Linked DNA regions of Sus scrofa: all the other regions are linked to region 1. The links are chromatin contacts, called in public HiChIP or PLAC-seq and promoter capture Hi-C maps. All regions are on one chromosome and are shown on one strand. The core of a region is the stretch at or near the end of the contact, and the rest is flanking DNA. Distances in the headings are between cores, read along the strand shown.

Region 1 (2,700 bases), core at 139-2,638:
TAATACCCAATTCTCCACACTCCAACCACGTGAATCAGGGTATTTATTACACTTCCTGCTAAAGTGTTCAAGAAGAAAACGTTACATCTCGAACACAAGAGAAACTGTCATCTAATTAAATGGGAAGGGGGAAAGTCCGGAATCACTGCGGTTTACAGGAAAGCCTTAATTCTGACGTTTCACTGTGCAGAGCGACCGCGGGAGCAGCATTAACTCACCAACCACTCAGTACGATCTTGGAAACAACGTGCTAATGATTAAACGGTGGAGAACAGACAACCGAGTCATTTTAAAAGAGCTTAACTCAAGTACACTTGGAAGTGAAATGCTCGGCAGGTAGCCTGAGAAGCCAACATAGAGCTCGTTCCCTCGCGGAAAGGACTGTAACCCAGGAGGGCCTGGGGAAACAAGCGCCCGGGCGGGGAACCCCTCACGTCGCGCGGAAGTCGGGATGGGGCACGGGGCGACCATTCTCGGCACCCCCTACCTCCCCGAGCTCCTCCCCGAACGCCGAGACAAACCGGGCGCGCCGCAACGCCCCTCCCCGCGAACCCCCGCCCCTGTCACCCCGAGCCCCGTCACCTCGGGCCCCGCCGCATCCCCGCCCACGCCCGCCACCGGCACCGCCCCCGGAGACGACTGCGCCTGCGCGCACGCCGGTACCCTGCTGCCCAGGCCCAGGCGGCGCACGCGCGTCCTGACGCGGCCCGCGCGCGGCCACTTCCGCCCCAGCGGGAGGCGGGGGAGGCGGCGGGCGCTGGCGGGCGCGAGCCGGGTCCTCGGAGGGGCAGGCGGCGGCTGCGTGAGCCCTCCACTCACCAGGTATAGCTGCTGCCAGCGATTCTGAGCGTCCAACTCCTCAAACTCCCGCTCGATGGCGGCCGACATGGCGGCGGGAGGGAGCTGGCGCGAGGGAGCCTGCGCCGGCGGAGAGGTTCGGGCCCCGCACGATCCGGGCAGCGCGCTGCCGCTGCCGCGCATGCGCGCTCCACGCCCGCCCCGCCCCCTCGCAGACCGGGGCGCGGGGAAAGTACCTGGTGCGTGACGTCAGCGCGCTGCTTGCGCCACGCGGGCGGGGCACCGGGGGAGGCGTGGTCCTGACGGCGCCCAGGTGGAGGGGGCGGGGCCGGGAGGAACCCCGGATATGCAGGCGAAGGACGCGGAAGGCGAGCTGCCGGGGTTCTGGGCCTCGTCGCTTGGCGAGTGTGCTGGGGAGACCTGTTTCCTCCTTGCCGTCCCATGTCTTTTTCCCTGTTAGTCTTAATTTTTAGAACAGCGTTGCTTGAACTGATTTTGGGGGAGGGGTTTATGCTTTTTAGGGCCTCACGTGCAGCATATGGAAGTTCCCAGGCTAGGGGTACAGTCAGAGCGCTGCTGCCAGCCACAACCAGGTCCAAGCCGCCTCTTCCACCTACACCACAGCTCATGGCAACTCCGGGTCCTTTACCCACTGAGGAAGGCCGGGGATCAAACCAGCATCCTCATGGGTACTAGTCCGAGTCTTCACTGCTGAGCCAGAACAGAAACTGCTGAACTTCATTTATTTATTTGTCTTTTTAGTGCCACTTGCTCTGCATATGGAGGTTTCCAAGCTAGGGTTTGAATTGGAGCTGTAGCTGCTGGCCTACACCACAGCCACAGCAATGCAGGATCCAAGCTGCATCTGTGGCCTATATCACAGCTCATGGCAATGCCGGATCCCTAACCCACTGAGCAAGGCCAGGGATGAAACCTGAGTCCTAATGAATACTAGTTGGGTTCATTTCCACTGAGCGACAATGGGAACTCCCTGAACTTTATTTTAAATGTCATCTAGGTCAGTTTAGACCCGTGTCCCACTTTCTCCTCTAGGAGGAAATAAACCAGACCTGAGGCCAGCTTCTGCGCAGCCTCGGGTTTTGTGCCAAATAAACCGCTATAGCAGAAGAGGTAACCTCTTCTGGAGGTTGGAGACTACACTTGTAAATGTTCCACAACTGAAAAGCTAGTGTTACCTCTGAAAAGGACAAATCATCTTTTACCAAACAAACTGCTGATGATGAAAATCATCTCACTTTATGTTAAGATAATCCATTGTTGGGAAGCTCACGTGCTTAGAACATCTTATATCACCTTCAGTAAGTAATGTGAAGGGTTAGAAGAACTTTAGCTGTGCATCCACTAAATAAAAGTTAAATTTAACCAAAGTTCCCATCGTGGTTCAGTGGGTTAAGAACCAAACTAGTATCCTTGATGTTGTGGGTTCATCCCTGGCCTTGTTCAGTGGGTTAAGGACCCCACATTGCTGTGAGCTGTGGTGTAGGTCACAGATGTGGCTCAGATCTGCTGTGGCTGTGGCGTAGACTGGCAGCTGCAGCTCCGATTCAATCTGTAGCTTGGGAACTTCCATATGCTGCAGATGCATCCCTAAAAAAAAAGTTAAATTTTAATTAAAGTGAAATGATAGAGTCCTCTGAGCTCTTTCTCAGCGAGGTCTGGGCTTTTGGAGTTCCCAGTTTCTCTCTGCATTGTCGAATTCCATTAGGAGTCCCCGAATCTCAGTATCTGAGCATTTACAGTTTAAATCAGGTTCCTCATCTTCTGCCGTCCCCCAAGTGACATCTGGCCCACCTTCAGCAAAAATCCTACTAGATCAGCTTGCCCAACCAACATCCCTCTCCCCTTTCTCTGTATAAACCAAGACTACTACAGGGTGTTCCC
Region 2 (2,700 bases), core at 110-2,609, 410 kb after region 1:
GTTCTAAACGCATGTATATGTAAATAGCACGCTCAGTCACTAGGATCTATCTATACCTTTGCAGTTATCTGTAATAACAAAATTAATTCTCAATTTCGATCACTGCATTAAAAAAAAGTACAGTCATCTGAAATTGATGGCTTATCCTCGTTTATTAAAAATAGGCTTCATTCTTGGTCCAAAGTGTATAAGGGATCAACAACCTCAAAAAGGTTATTGCCCACAATTTAGAAGCGAAGTATACACTGCAAACGTTGTTTTCCCCAAAGCGAGGTCTACTTGTTAATATAAGGGTGCCTACCGACAACTATGTAGGCTAGTAAACCCACTTCCGAAGCTGCTTTTAAAGAGATCAATTTTGGTAAACAAGAACTGAAAGCGTATTTCTGATCACTTTTTACACCCTTCAGGTGGGAGGCGCTGCGGCACAATCCATCAACAATCTTAGTCCACAGGCACAGTTTCGACCTAGCATGGGGTGCTAAACCCTGAAGTACGGAGCTTCAGTGCCGCAGGACCTCCAACTGTCTAGCGGAAATTACAGCGAATGGGCCAAAAAAGTGTGTTGACTCCCCCACCCATCCCGTCCCCAAATCCAGCCTACACAGATACCACCACGGAGCCGATTTTCGAAGACAGCTATGGGCTGCTCCTTCCTCCCAAGTCTGACAGATAAGAAGCGCCCTCTCGAGAGAGATCTGGCCCTCCAGAACGCAGCGGTAGGGAGTGACCTGCGGTCCCCAAGAAGCAGCAGGACGCTAAGCTTTCCCGAAGCCAAGTCCAAACGCCCGGGCTCCCAGGCCCCTCCCAGCCGGCGAGCGAGGAAGGGCAGAGCAAAGGGTGAAGGTGGCAGAGCTGAGGCTGGAAAACCGTCCCACAGGGCTTGCAGGACACCGGCCCACAGCGAAGGGCGGGGTGCCCTCTGTCCTCCCCAGGTCCCCGCCCCGGCCGCTCCCCGCTGGGCACCACGCTGAAGCGGCCCTGAGGACTGCCCAACTCCGCCCTCAGAGGCCCGGGCTACCTCAGGACTTGAGACCGCCGCCGCTCCCCGCAGCAGAGTCCAGGCGAACCACTCCGAGTTCCCGCCGTGTCGCCCCACAGAGCCGCCAGCAGAGCGTGGGGTCCGCGCGCCAGAAGCCTCGGGCTCAGGCGACCACGCCTCCCGCCCGCCCCACGCGACCCCGCCAACCACGCGCTCACGCCCCCAAGTGCCGGCGCCTTCAGCTCGCGGCGCGCGGCATGCCGGGACTCGGGCTTCCGGGCCACGTGATCCCGTGCTGCCCGGTAGTGACGTCACAGCGCGCGCGTGGCGAGACGCCTCTTCCGCAAACAGAGTCGTGGATGGCTAGACGGTGAGTGTGTGGCTCCGGCGCTGGGTCCGTACCCTTTGTGTGTGGCGGCCGCCGGGTGGAAGGGGAGCTCTGACTGCTGGCCGGGCTGTTCGGCGGACACCGGTACCCCTTGGCGCGGAGCGCGCCCAGGTCGGAGAGACCCGAGAGCGGCTTCAGGACTGCCAGGCTGTCGGAGCCGGAGCGGCCAGCCGCCTGGCCTGCGCGGAGGGCTGGAACCCGAGCCGGGCCGCCCCGGGCGGCTCTGTGCGTCCTTGGGCCTGAGGAGACCTGGCTGGCTGGCTGGCAGTTCAGACATGGAGCTCACCTGCTGGAGCTCGAGCTCCTGGCCCGTCGTCCCCGGGCAACTTCGGGGGTGACTGCTGCGCAGGTCACGGAGATGCCAGGCAGGTCGTTGATGCGCATCCACGGCTGTGTCTATCGACTCTTTACCCGAGTCTTTCTTCCAGGGTTCCGAAGGGCAGTCCTCTTGCGTCGGGAGCTTAATCATTATTCCACTGGGATGTTGGGTCCAAACATTCGTACCCATTTCTGGGGTCGTTTGAAATTCTGTGCTGTTTATTCTGACTGAATGGTCTTTAGGGCATCTCATCTGTGGAAATATCACAGATAAATATAAATAAATTTAACTTACATTCCCAATACTGAATTTAGGCTTTACATTTACAGTTAAAACTAATTATAGCTAAAGATAATAAATTGCTTTGATTTATTTGGAATTAAAACCGGCTTCTACTTCTTATTAGGAAGTAATTAGCAAGGAGGAGAGCTAGGGACTTGATAATTTGGTGGGCAGTTTTATTAGATAATCATTTTAAGTAGTTATTCAGAAAATTACATTTATGGGTAATTCTTTTTCTCTGTTTCAGTTCTTCCAGTTTTGGCACGTCTTGGTATTTTGTTACCTCAAACCTTGGGTAGTAAAAGCTAATATCCTTTGAAACCCTTACTGATTTAGAGTGATTTTTTACCCATTTCGTTAAGTGACTATTTCTGCTCTAGAGAGAAGAAATACTCAGAAGACTTTGTCTCTCTCTTTGTAACTTTTAAGTTCTGAATTTGCTGAATCTTACTGAGTTTTGGACTTTTGCTTTCTCTTCTCCACTTGGTTTTAATAATACAGCCTAACGTTTTAATAGTGGTATATATAAGCTGTAAACTTTCTGAAGACTCACTCACAGTGCCTTATTGAGCTTTTCTGTAGTAGGAGTTAACTAAACTTGTTGAAGTACTTATTAAGTTCTTATCCAGTAAATAGTTCACTTATTTCTCTCCAACTCCCATTTCACACATAGGCCTAAATACATTTGAAAAAGACTAATGGTCCTTAAGTTGCTGGCTGAGTCTTGAA
Region 3 (2,791 bases), core at 289-2,788, 430 kb before region 1:
CTCTTTACTGTCACCACATTAAGCAGTTTCTGTGTTACAATAAAGTACAGAACTGGGTACATGGTATGTACTCCATCAACAGTATTAGTTTGTTGACTAACAAGTCCCCTTATACCTCTAGCAGTAATCCCTGAATTTAATGCTGAGAGAACCACCAAAGAAATTTTTTCCCTCAGCTCTCTATGCTAAAATCATTCAAAGAATAATACATATAAAAGAAATTAACTTTAAATTTAGAGCACCTCGATTTGGAGAACTGGCTTTTCTGTTTGACCATATGAGTACTTTTTAGTTGCTTTATCTTCGGTTTTACTCCTCTGAGAATTACACCTAAGAACAGATACCTCACACATCAAATTCTTTTCCCAAGGAACCTCACTGGAAAAACACTTTTACCAGCCGCACAAACCTAAAGGAAAATGCGTCTTCTCAGAGTCCCTTGTAGGTAGCAGAGTAATGCCCTGGTGTCCCCATCCACATTTTCAGGGAAGTACCAGGGAATATGTGTCTGGGGCCTACAAGAGACTTCCTTACACCTCAGCACCGATTCACCGACACTAGGTGCCATTCGAAAGAAAGGACTTTTAGGTAAGATTCCTCCATAAAAATTTCAAACTCACAAGGCAGATCCCTACCTGCTTACTGCATGTCAATAGTCACTAGGAGGGATTAGAGCAAGGAAAGGCAAAGAAATGGACGCAATGCAATAAACGGGAAAAGGCCTAGAGCATGGCAACTCAGAGTAGGAAAGAGGGGATAAGGAGGCTCCGAGGAGGAAACGTCAGGAATGCAGGTGCTATCACCGCCTTTTTAAAAGTGGAGAGGCTGCAAACACTTCCTCAAGGGCAAATGGAGAGTAAGCCCCCGGCTAGGGTCCTGCCCACCAGCCCCCGCGCCTCCGTATGCGGTCGGGGTCAGCCTGCGCGAGGCGAGATTCGCCACGGGCACAGCCGACGTGGGCTGCACCGCCGGACAGCCCTGCACGGAGGCTAGGGCCTCGCGGTGACAGAGGGGACACCGTTAATGACCCATTACTAGGCATTGGGGTCCTCCGGGCGCCAACCGCAGGCTGCAGTGACGGACACACCCCCCGGGGCGCAGGGCTCCGGCGGGACCGGCTCCCACACGCTCTGTTTCACCGGCCTCCCGGGCCCAGAGCGGACCCGCCGCTCCGAGGCCCTTCTCCACCCGGGCCCGGTGACCTTGACGCCCGGCGCCGGGCCGGAAGCGGGTTGCGGGCCGGAAGCGGACCGGGGGCGCGGAACTCACCGTCTGCAGGCAGAGCCGTTCGGTGGGTCCCGCGCGGCCGCCAGGCACGAGCGGCGGGGGCAGCCCGCGGGGCCGGCAAGCACCGCGGCCCCACAGCAGCAGGCAGCGGTGCGCCATGGCCGCCGGCGCGCCTCTCGGGCCCAGGCGCGGACTGGAAAGCAGCCTCGATGGCCCGTCAGGATCCGAACGGAGGCCACGGGAGGGTTCGCCCGCGACCCCACACTCTCCTGACGTCCTTTCGGGCCCCGGCGCGCTGACGTCAGCCGTACCGCGGCGTGCTCTAGGGCCCAGGGCCGTGGCTCCACCCCCGCAGCGTCCGGGACAGGCCGGAGGCGGGGTCTAAAGGAGGTGCTCAGACGGTGGTGGGCGGGGAAGGAGGCGGGGCCTAAAGGAAAAAGGGCGGAGGGCCCGTGCAGCGCAGCGGGCGGAGCTGGAGGCGGGGCCTAAGGGCGGAGCCTGGGGCAGGTGGGACACTTGCAGTAACGCCGCGCGCGCTGGAGCCCCGAGGCTCGCAGAGGCTGCTGAGGCCCCCACAGGTGGCCCCTTCCTTCAGGTGAGGCGTCCTGGACCCTTTGGGCGTCTCTCTCTAGGTAAGACCCTCATGGAGTGTGTTCTTGAGGGTGTGTTCAGTGGCGCCTTCTCCGCAGCAGCACCGCGGTCGGCTCTGTCAGCTGTGCGGTCCGTTTCTGGACGATGACCCTTCCTGGACAGGACAGGTGCGCCTGCCGAGGGCAGGGGCGGAGGGCTAGAGCAGACTGGGGGACGCGTCTGGGCGGCGGCGGGATGACCCGCCTGGCCAGAGGCCGGGTCCTCATCACCTCCGGGGCACAGCGGGAGAGCGCCGGCCAGGCGGGTTCTGAGGGCGCGGGGATGGCGCGGGAACGTCTCTGGATCTTGCTTCCCTTATGCGCCTCCCTGGGGCGGGGGAGTTTTGCTCCATTTTTGGTCTTTTTTTCTTTTTCCTTTTTTCCTGTGGCTATGGAAGTTGCCTGTCCCGGGAACGAACCCTCACACCTGCCGCAACTTCGGAATTCTTAATGAGCTGCTCCACAGCAGGCATTCGCCTTTTGGTTTCTCCGCTCTGCCTGGGCGTCGGGTGCTTGGTGGGCACTGTTCTGGTTAATTCTGTTGTAATGAGGGCATAGCGAGCAAATGTTACTTCTCTACTTCCCGCCTTTCTTTGTCTCTGGGACCCTTTGGGAGCAGGATGTAGGTTTCCTCACATGCTCATGCCTCCCTTCTCTCCTCATTTCTGGCTAACTGCCTGCTTTAACATTTCCCCCTTCCCCAAGGAGTCTGGACCCTTAAATTTTTTAAAAAATCAAAGAGTCCGTGGTCTGTTTTCTGTAGCGGCTTTAAGATGGAGCAGGGGCTTTGTCCCTATGTGTGGACAACTGCGTGTGGGGTCCAGACCATCTTGCCATCTGTCAGAGATCAGGGTCTTGGGGTCACTGACAGTGGCAGAGATGGAGAGTAGTGAATATTAGGAGGTTGCAGCCCTGTCCAGTGGATGTTGATAATG

What was found. Promoter capture Hi-C pulls out the DNA fragments that hold promoters and counts their contacts. HiChIP or PLAC-seq counts read pairs in DNA pulled down with a chosen protein or histone mark.
Region 2: a contact with region 1 is called in an H3K27ac HiChIP or PLAC-seq map of alveolar macrophages. The contact joins the promoter of RNMT here to the promoter of PTPN2 in region 1. A contact is called at or near these places in 1 of 47 Hi-C or Micro-C datasets (heart right ventricle) and 1 of 2 datasets of contacts at active chromatin or transcription factors (alveolar macrophages).
Region 3: a promoter capture Hi-C map of liver shows a contact between it and region 1, with 2.5 times the contacts expected there. The contact joins the promoter of AFG3L2 here to the promoter of PTPN2 in region 1. A contact is called at or near these places in 1 of 5 promoter capture datasets (liver) and 1 of 2 datasets of contacts at active chromatin or transcription factors (skeletal muscle).

The regions. Positions count from the first base shown.
Region 1 is chr6:96,768,552-96,771,251 of Sscrofa11.1, reverse strand. PTPN2 (tyrosine-protein phosphatase non-receptor type 2) reads right to left here and starts at 1,388. Exons shown (of 9, transcript XM_021096023.1): 1 at 820-1,388. The coding sequence starts at 981.
Region 2 is chr6:96,361,473-96,364,172 of Sscrofa11.1, reverse strand. RNMT (mRNA cap guanine-N7 methyltransferase) reads left to right here and starts at 1,359. Exons shown (of 12, transcript XM_021096015.1): 1 at 1,359-1,739. It overlaps FAM210A (protein FAM210A), which reads right to left and starts at 733. Exons shown (of 5, transcript XM_021096018.1): 1 at 619-733.
Region 3 is chr6:97,199,637-97,202,427 of Sscrofa11.1, reverse strand. AFG3L2 (AFG3-like protein 2) reads right to left here and starts at 1,538. Exons shown (of 19, transcript XM_021096024.1): 1 at 1,270-1,538. The coding sequence starts at 1,386. It overlaps PRELID3A (PRELI domain containing protein 3A), which reads left to right and starts at 1,636. Exons shown (of 10, transcript XR_002344989.1): 1 at 1,636-1,859.